Linked DNA regions of Zea mays: region 2 is linked to region 1. A link is a contact called in public Hi-C data. All regions are on one chromosome and are shown on one strand. Each heading gives the region's core, a stretch centred on a gene start, on an enhancer-like site or on the middle of the called end of the contact. The rest is flanking DNA. Distances are from core to core; before and after follow the strand shown.

Evidence for each region. Hi-C and Micro-C count contacts between places; a contact is called where the count stands out from the background.
Region 2: a Hi-C map of ear shows a contact between it and region 1, with 2.7 times the contacts expected there. The contact joins the promoter of LOC103650745 here to the enhancer-like site in region 1. A contact is called at or near these places in 6 of 25 Hi-C or Micro-C datasets (ear, leaf, root tip and 2 more) and 1 of 3 datasets of contacts at active chromatin or transcription factors (leaf).

What each region holds. Positions count from the first base shown.
Region 1 is chr3:151,993,768-151,998,502 of Zm-B73-REFERENCE-NAM-5.0, forward strand. No RefSeq gene overlaps it. Among protein-coding and RNA genes, the nearest start is that of LOC103650745, 90 kb to the right of the region's middle. Within about 2 kb of position 2,559, at least 13 of the 20 cell types and tissues checked have an H3K27ac peak or open chromatin away from gene starts, as enhancers often do. A contact at or near this core is called in ear and tassel, where this site is marked.
Region 2 is chr3:152,083,692-152,088,426 of Zm-B73-REFERENCE-NAM-5.0, forward strand. It overlaps LOC103650745 (BTB/POZ domain and ankyrin repeat-containing protein NPR5), which reads left to right and starts at 2,476. Exons shown (of 2, transcript XM_008676308.2): 1 at 2,476-3,756. The coding sequence starts at 3,226.

The DNA of each region.
Region 1 (4,735 bases), core at 1,309-3,808:
GGGACCTTGCTGACGTCTCCTTGCTTCCGTAGGGGGCTGAGAACCGCCATCGTCATGGGAGCATGCGAGGTGCCATCATTACTTGTTTTACCGGGGCGAGCCAGATGGGACGCCGGTCTTGTTCCCCGTAGCCTGAGCTAGCTAGGGGTAGGGTAATGATGTACCCCCTGCAACGTGGTCGGTCCGAGCCCAAGGTCGGGCAAGGCGGTGACTCCTCCGAGGTCGAGGCTGAGGCCGAGCCCTGGGGTCGGGCGAGGCGGAGACCGTCTTCCGAGGTCGAGGTTGAGTCCGAGCCCTGGGGTCGGGCGAGACGGAGACCGTCTTCCGAGGTCGAGGTTGAGTCCGAGCCCTGGGGTCGGGCGAGGCGGAGACCGTCTTCTGAGGTCGAGCGGGGGTCGAGCCCCGGGGTCGGGCGAGGCGGAGCTTCCTATGGCGCCTGAGGCTGGACTCGGCTGCTGTTAGCCTCACCCTGGCGGGTGGCACAGCAATCGGAGCAGCGCAGGCGACACTGTTTTCCTGTCAGGCCAGTCAGTGGAGGGCCGAAGTGACTACTGTCGACTGAGGAACGCGCGTCAGGATAAGGTGTCAGGCGATCCTTGCATTGAATGCTCCTGCGATACGGTCGATTGGCGAGGCGATCTGGCCAAGGTTGCTTCACTGCGAAGCCTGCCCGAGCTGGGCCTCGGGCGAGTCGAAGGTGCGCCCGTTGCTTGAGGAGGCCCTCGGGCGAGGCGTAAATCCGCCTGGGTCTACTGTTCCGGCCCGAGGCTGGGCTCGGGCGAGGCGAGATCGTGTCCCTTGAGTGGTCGGAGCCTTGGCCTGAATTGCGCCCATCAGGCTTTTGCAGCTTGTGCTGATGGTGATTACCAGCCGAGTTTAGGAGTCTTGGGGGTACCCCTAATTATGGTCCCCGACACCGCCCGAGCGAAGGAACCTATGAGTGCCCTCTCCAAAAGGGGTCTTCTGTCTGCTCCCGTGTCCAAGGGTCGGTCTCCTCCCATTATAGGCTAATGAGGGGGGGTCGTCCCGTGGTGGATTCCTAGAGGAGTTACCGGGTGATGGTAAAATTGGAGAACTTACCATGGAGTAAAGCTAAGCGCACTTGCGTTCGCCTGACTGACCCATATTTTTATTACGAACGACGCAGTAGCGTGGGCCCGAGCCCCGTCATTTGGAATATGGCAACCCCTGGCCTTCGTAGCCTGGATCTCGACACGCTCGTCGTGTTACGCCCTGCCAACGGCATGCGCACTCAGGCCTAGTACCGATAGGTTATGAGTGTGCCGCTGGTCAAGGGACACGCGGGTCATAAATGTACCGCAGTCTGACGGGCTTGTAGGTTGTTGTGTCACAACTATGTGTACGGCTTCACGAACATGATAAGATCGACGTTGTTGTGTCTTAGCCGGTCAGACCCTTGGATCATTCAAATGATGTAAACCGCTCTCCTTCCCTGATCTATAAATGGGGAGCAAGGTAATGTTTAGATGGGGAGTCAATTATGGCACATCCACATACCGCGTGATTGGATACCCAACTGAGTGCGCGCAGGCCCTGTGCATGTCGTTGACTGTGCATGTCTGGTGATTGGTAGGCTGCACCTGTGGACCCTAGTCTGCACGAACGGATGCAGCCCAGACGTTTTTTTGGTATGCAAGCATGCATGTGTGGAGACGTGGGAAAGGAGATTCTCTGGCCATCCAGGCTGCAGCGAGCCCGGCGTCCTAGAGTCTAGCTACCAATCGCGCCCGTAGAGATTCTTGCTCATTTCTAAGGATAGACATAAAGATGGATTATAACCAATATGTTAGAACTATCATCCGAACCAAGTGGAAAGAGGCAGTTAGGAGGTCATGGTGCTAAGTTAAGTTATAAGCTTGTAATATTATTTACCTTTATGTTCATATAAATCCATGAGTAGTAAGAGGATGTAGAGTATTATCCACACTACAGTCCAAACATCTTTAGATTGCTAGTGTGCTGGTTTTCGGTCGTGCTCAGATTAAACGCACTGCTCGCCCACGCTCCCGCTCTCTAAGGCTGTCTACACCATATAGTGTAAAATGTAGGGTTTAATTTACACTCAAGATTACGCTATTTACAAAGTGAAATTTGAAATAGAGGATGCCATAGATCGGGGATGAGATAAGGATAGACGATGGAGACAGCCTAATATCTTTTTCCCGGTACTCCACGTGCTCCTTTGTCTGTCCATGACGACATGCACAAAAACACCACGCGTTAGCTATAGGTAATTTGCATTGGCAACATTAAACGTGATGGTGTGACTACATGATAAGATGAAGTGGCTATACTATTTGATTATTGTATCAACCATGGAATATCTTTGTATAAACTTAGTTAAATGTTTTTAAAGGACTCTGTTAAATAGATTTTAGAGTTGTATTGTTTTAGAATGAAGACGTGGGAGTACGTACTATATATACCGAGGTAGTACCACAGCAGCGATGTTAAATACGGTACAGATCGACCATATATATGCGCGCGCACGCATGCCTGCGTACCGAGTACCACGTACATAAATACGCCAGAATTGAAGCGTGGACCATGCATGCATGCCGGCGCCACCACTGTACGCGGCGAGACTGAAACAGTAGCAGGAAGGAGTACGTATTCGTCGCAGTGACTCGCAGAATCGCTGGGCCATTTTCGTTTTCCATCGCCGTACGTGACGACGGGCCGCGCCGGCCGGGCGGGGAGAGGACAAAGACCGACGTACGTACGCATGGATCGATCGATCGGAGCTTTGTTTAGCCGGAGAGAGAGCGATGAGACGGCCGGCCGGCCGGGGTCGGCGCGGCGGACACGGGCGAGTGAACCGGGGGAGCTCCTCACATGCCGCGACGTGAGACTCCGTGGCAATGCACGCATGTGGCCGTGTTCTCGTCGCGTCGCGCGCGTAGCTATCACGCCGGCGCGCACTTTGCATTGCATTGCGTTGCGACCTCAGGTCCGCTGCTGCTGGCTGTAGCAAGCGGCTTGGGCCGGGCTGGTGACGAAAAGCTGCGGGGGGGAAACAGTTGGTTTGACCAATGGCTCCTGTGGCCTGTGTGATTACACATTTGTCCTCATGCGATGCCCCCGGCCGGCCAAGCTAGCTAGGAGTGCAAGTCCCCATGTACGTGGTTGAGGGATGGCTGGCTGGCTGGATCTTGGGTGGTGGCCAGTGGGCAGTACGTGGGCCGACTGGAGGACTGGCAGGCAGCTAGACAGGCGACAGACAGACAGACGGTGAGGACATGGACAAGACGTTGCGCATCAGATGCTGTGGCTGGCTCGGCGCGCGCCTCCGCATGCAGATCCGCTCGCAGTCGGTGCGAGATTATGATGTCCATAAACCTTTTCTGGCGCCATCCATCCTCCACCCATCGCATCCCATCCATTAGGCCTGCTGTGCATGGACCGTGAGAGCTGAGGGGATCCGAGATGCGCGTGTCCCCTGTGTGCTAGCTTGACAAAAATGAACAATGCATGTCGGAGCACCAGGTCGATCGATGATGGTGAGCCAGGCGGACTGTGACTGTCCATTGCTTAGCTTGGATTGGAATTGGATTGCACTGGATGGTCCTTGAGCTGCTGCCACTCGCTGTCGTCGTCTCCACAGAATAGCTCGCTCCAGATCCAGTCCATGACTAGCTAGCTGGTCCAGACTGCCACTAGCTGCATCCATCCATCTCCAGTATAGCGACCGTGCTGGGGAGACGATCATCCGATGATCTATAGCTAGAGTGGGCGCCCGACGACATTCCCATGGCGCGCACGGACAGAGGAAGCTATGGCGAGCAGTGCAGTGCAGTGTGCAGTGCTGTGCGCGAACGGGCGCGCACACAAGCTAGGCCGTGCCGGCCGGGGCCGGGCAGGTCTCTCTTCGGGGCTTCGGCCTCCGACCCGACCCTCACCCTTCACTTGTCAGCACGCACGATCGAGCTAGAGCTAGCAGTAGCTAGCTCCTAGCAGCAGCAGCAGCTACCTACAGGTCGTACGTAGTAGGTACGGCTACCACCGTACTACCACCCTGCACCCAAGAGTGAATTCAAGACCCAACACGCGATGAACTGTGGCGTACCATATGACTGCACGCCTACTCACCACATTTAGGGCCAACTAATTGCGCACAGCGCCTAATGTCTCGGCCGGAGCCAAAGCCTATTAATGGCGGCGCTGTACGTTGCGCTTGTCTCAATTGTTAGAAATAAAAGCAACTTAGTGATGAAACACCGATTCTAACAATTATAAAAGGAGCAGCCATATGTTTCTAGTGTATATATATATATATATATATATATATATATATATATATATATATATATATATATATATATATATAACTCACTAGCATTTCATAATCTAGTGCTAGTGACTAAAGAAATAAAAATAAGAGACGGAAAAAGTATAGACATTTTTATAGTGGGGTTAACGACGCTAGAATAATGTAAGAGTAGACGAAACAAATCGACAAAAAACCTCAACGGCGTCGTAGAGGAAGCATACGACCAGCGAACAGTCATGAAGCGCTTGCCAAAAACCTGATACGACCCCTACCCCGTGTAGGGACATGAGGGGACGTAGGCTACGGAGATCCTGCTCTCCCAACCCCGATGGCACGTTGGCATCGGCGGTGGGAGGGAAAAGACGAAGGCAACACGACACTTTGGAACGAGGAGTTTAAGTCTGTGCTAAGGGCGACGTCTCGCCTCCATTACATACACACGAT
Region 2 (4,735 bases), core at 1,226-3,725, 90 kb after region 1:
TACTAGGAGGCACTTGGCAAAGGGTGCTTCTTTGTCAAGTGTTGAAACTATAACACTCAACAAAGAAGCTTTACTGGTTCTTAGGTGTGCCTTTTTTGTTGAGTGCTTTGGCCACTGCACTCGGTATAGTTAATGACCGTCAACTATAGACAACTGCTGACGGCCCTTTGCCGAATGTCATGTTTCATCGAGAGCTTGACGTTCGACAAAGACTCGCCGAGCGTCAGTGCATACCGAGTGTTTGGCGCTCGATAAAGAGAATCTTTGCATAGTGTTATTGTTCGCCGAGAGTAGCACTCGGCAAAACGTGTTTTGTCGAGTGCCCGATAAATTGCAATCGGCAAAGAGCCGAGCCATACAATTGCAGCGATCAAAGAATATGCCAACATCATTATCTTAACCCCCTATGGCCTTATCTCGTCATCCAATCTGACAGGAAGGATCGATGGATAGGATAGAAAAAGAAAGAACAGAAAATGATGGAAACTAAAAAGTCAATAAGGCCAACATAATAAACAACATGTAGCTTTCTCAAGTGATCAATCGTTATTATATATATACGGAACCATGCAAAAAGGTAATTAGCCAAGATCTCTTCCTAATACTTTATGTGCTCCCTAATCATCACCAAATAATGGGTTGGGATAATTTGGGCGATTAACAAACAAGCACACATGCATGATGAGGAATCTTTGTCCAATTAGTCAACAGAAAGAAGAATGATCGGCGATATATATACATACATGCATAGCTGCCCTACTCTATATATATGTCTGTATATGTATATATACAACTATATCCCAGCATCACACATATTATTATATATACGCGCCTATATCTAAAATCTCAAGTCCTGAATGTAACAGATGCTGTCTTCCTTGTCATCTTGCACGCTGCTGGTAAAGGGCACGGCATGCCTGGGCCGATACGTTGCTGGAGAGCTTGAAGGCGGGCATTTGTTTCTGGGAAGCTGCTAGGTGGGGCGCAATTATCACCAAATCATTTTGGTGTGTTTAGTTTTTCTGACTAAAGTTTAATCCCTGTAAAATCAAATATTTGAATACCAATTTAAAATTATAAATATATATAGTCTAATTATAAAAACTAATTATATAGAGACTAAACAACGAGACAAATATACTAGCTAAATCCATGATTAACAAATGTTTACTGTAGCATCACATGCATGACGACCAAATCATAGACTAATTAGATTTAATAAACTTATCTTATCGTTTAGTCATTATCTGTGTAATTAGTTTTGTAATTAAACTATATTTAATACTTCTTAATTAGTATTAGAACATCTAATGGGTAGGACTAAAATTTAGTTAGATGGATCCAAACGGGCTCAGACTGTTATCACCTTTTGCCCATATTTCTCCACCTTGTATTTTGACTTGCTACAAAAGCCTATGTGTGTATATATTAAATAAAAAATATTCCCTCTATTTTATTTATCACGTTTTAGTTAAAAATAAATTAGACAACAACAAATATTCAAAAACGAAAGTACATATAAAGATCAGAAGAAAGAAAATACGGATAGTTAGGAATTGTGATGTGTCACCCACCAGTTATTATTAGCAATATATAACGTGTTAACGCCGGCTTCCCCACAGTTTCTGCTGTAATATTTATTAATAGCGACACGCAACATATATATGTGCATGTGTGTCGTCGCTCGAACCACATATATATATATATATATATATATATATATATATATATATATATATATATATATATATATATATAATATTAATGTGTATGTGTATGTGTATACTAGCCTATAGCTAGTCGTTGATTAATCTAATCAAGCTAAGCATGAGTGCATGACTGTATGTCTCTAGTATAAAAATATATATCGAGCTGCATTTACATTATACAAAAACAAAATGCACGCAGAACATTTACATTATAGAAATTAATTAATTTATTAAATGGAAAATAAATAAATCAGCAGTATCACAACACGACATGGCTCCCTGCAGCAGAACATTTAATAGACATACATACAACCATGCAGGGGGGCCGGCCGGGAGCAGATAATTCATCAGTCCAGACATCAGTTGATCTGTGGCATTTAATTTACAGGCCAAACTGTCAAAGCTTGGAACTCTCTTAATTTCCGTCACACGCTATGTCTACATCCACTGAGAGTTAACTGTTTCCAAGGGCCCTGACGAACTGTACGCATGCATGTGCGTGCTCCCCGTCCCACACTGCAATAAGTCGATCGTCTCTGGCTTTGAAAATGATCTGCAATGTTTCGAAAAAGGATCTGCAATTTGAAACTAGCAAATGATGCTCTAAATTTTGTTTTTTTGTTTTTGTTTTTTTTAAACTTGTGTGCATATCTTAAACGCAGGCAGCATAGTGCACAGTGCATAGGATAGCAGAGAAAGCACCAATTATTTATGCCCCCCAGGCGGGCAGGAGCAGGACAGCCACCCACCCATATAAACATACGCTGATACGCACGCCTCAAACCCCTCACTGCGAGACAGCCTTCCCTTCCAAAAAAAAAAATCTCCATCGGCCTGGCCAGCCACCCACATACAGTAACAGTAGCCATCCCCAAGTCCACCTCTAGTCCCTCCTCTACCCGTCTCTCTTTTTCTCAAGAGCTACACGAGAGAGAGAGAGAGAGAAAAGGAGGGGAGAGAGGCACACAACGCTGCTGTGCTGCACACACAAACAAGTAGCAGTAGTGGAAGAAGCGAAGGGATCGGAGGAGGAGAGGAGAGGAAGTGTGGCCGGTGACAGACAGAAGAGAAGAAGAAGAACAAGAAGAGATGATGGTGGTGGTGAAAAGAGACGGGGATGATGCAGCACAGGCGGTGGCGGCTTCAGTTTGAGCAGCTGCGTGCAGAAGCTGAGCCAAGAAAGCAAGCAGCAGCTGCAACCGCTTCCAGTCCCCCCCCTGACTCTCCCAGCCAGCCGCCAGCAGGCTCAGTCGCCCAAGCAGCAAGCACCAAAGCGATCGATCGAGCTGCTCTCCGTCCGTGCTGGTCCCCCTCGCGCGCCTCTCCACTCCCCCCTCTCTCTCTCTCTTTCTCTGATCCATCCACCCAATTCGCCAGCTCCGCCGCCACCCTAGCTAGCTAGCAGCTAGAGTACAGAAGCGGAAGGTAGACCGCTCGGAGGCGGGAGGAAGGTCGACCGACACGAGTAGAGTCGAGCAGGCCGGCACAGCAGCTTGCCTCTCGACCGGCGGCGGCCATGGAGGACACCCTCAAGTCGCTGTCCATGGACTACCTCAACCTGCTCATCAACGGGCAGGCCTTCAGCGACGTCACGTTCAGCGTGGAGGGCCGCCTGGTGCACGCGCACCGCTGCATCCTGGCCGCGCGCAGCCTCTTCTTCCGCAAGTTCTTCTGCGGCGCCGCCGCCGCCGACCAGGCCGCCGCGCCCGGCGCGCTGCTGCTGGACCACCTCAGCCCGCGCTCCCCGTCCGGCGGCGCCTCCTCCTCCTCCCCGCGCGGCGGCGCCGGCGGCGCGGGAGCCTCCGCGGCAGCGGCGCCGGGCGCCGTCATACCCGTCAACTCCGTCAGCTACGAGGTGTTCCTGCTGCTGCTGCAGTTCCTCTACAGCGGCCAGGTGTCCCTGGTGCCGCAGAAGGGGGATCCCCGGCCGGGCTGCGGCGAGCGCGCGTGCTGGCACACGCACTGCGCCGCCGCCGTCGACCTCGCGCTCGACACGCTCGCCGCCGCACGCTCCTTCGGGGTCGAGGAGCTCGCGCTGCTCACCCAGGTAACCATACCAAACTAACCAACCAATTCCAGCATCTCCCTCTTCCCTCACGACTGCAATTCTTCACACGCTTATTTCTTCGGGTCCGTTGCTGATGCTCCTGTTCTTCTTCCTCCTCTACTCCGGGCAAAACATAAATAATACTCTAAATAAATAACAGAGACAACGAGAGGAGGGAAAACAACAGCATCGGTTTCTTGCTTCCAATTTATTTATTTTTTTTCGCGTCTGCTGCTCGAAGGAATTGAGGATTGTGGGGATCAAGACGGGAGTTGGAGTCGGTTATGTTGGGATTGCCGAGCATTCTGCAGCATTGATTTGATCTCGGTACCCCCTTTTTAAATGAAGTGAAGGATGATGAGTCGGAGCAGCAGCAGGCACCAGGCAGCAGGAGGCACTCAGACAGTGTTCGGTCATCGTCGCCGTCGTCCCCCTGCGCACGCGTGCGTACCTGTGCGCTCCTAGCTTTCTTTCCTGGACATCCGTCTTTCTGTCCGTCCGTCCGTCCGTCGGCCTGCTGCTGCGGCTGCCGCGCTTTCTCCTTTCACTCTTAGGGTTCGTTGCACAGAGATCTCTCTTTATCTTTCCAGCACTGTTGGAGAGGAGTGGAGGCATCGCTCTGCCATTTATCCTCTCTCTTTCTCTACCACATCCGCGACGCCATTGCTGCCGCCCACGCACACCACGCACAGTTGCAGCACGAGGATGGCTTGCTTTGGCTCTCCGTACGCCGTGCAGTGCAAACTGCAACTGCAAGTTTGTGCAATTTGCTAGCAGCATGCATCCTGCTGTGAACTGGAACTTGGAGAAAGGGAGAGAAAAAAAAGACCCCTCTTTTGGTTTTCCCTCCCCTGATTTGCAATTTCGTCTAGGGTTTCGTCATGCTTCCTGGCCTCTGGGTCTCTCCGATCCTATACATACCTAGTCTTAGGGCTAGTTTGGGAGCTATAAACCCGGAGAGGATTGGAGGGGCTAAATT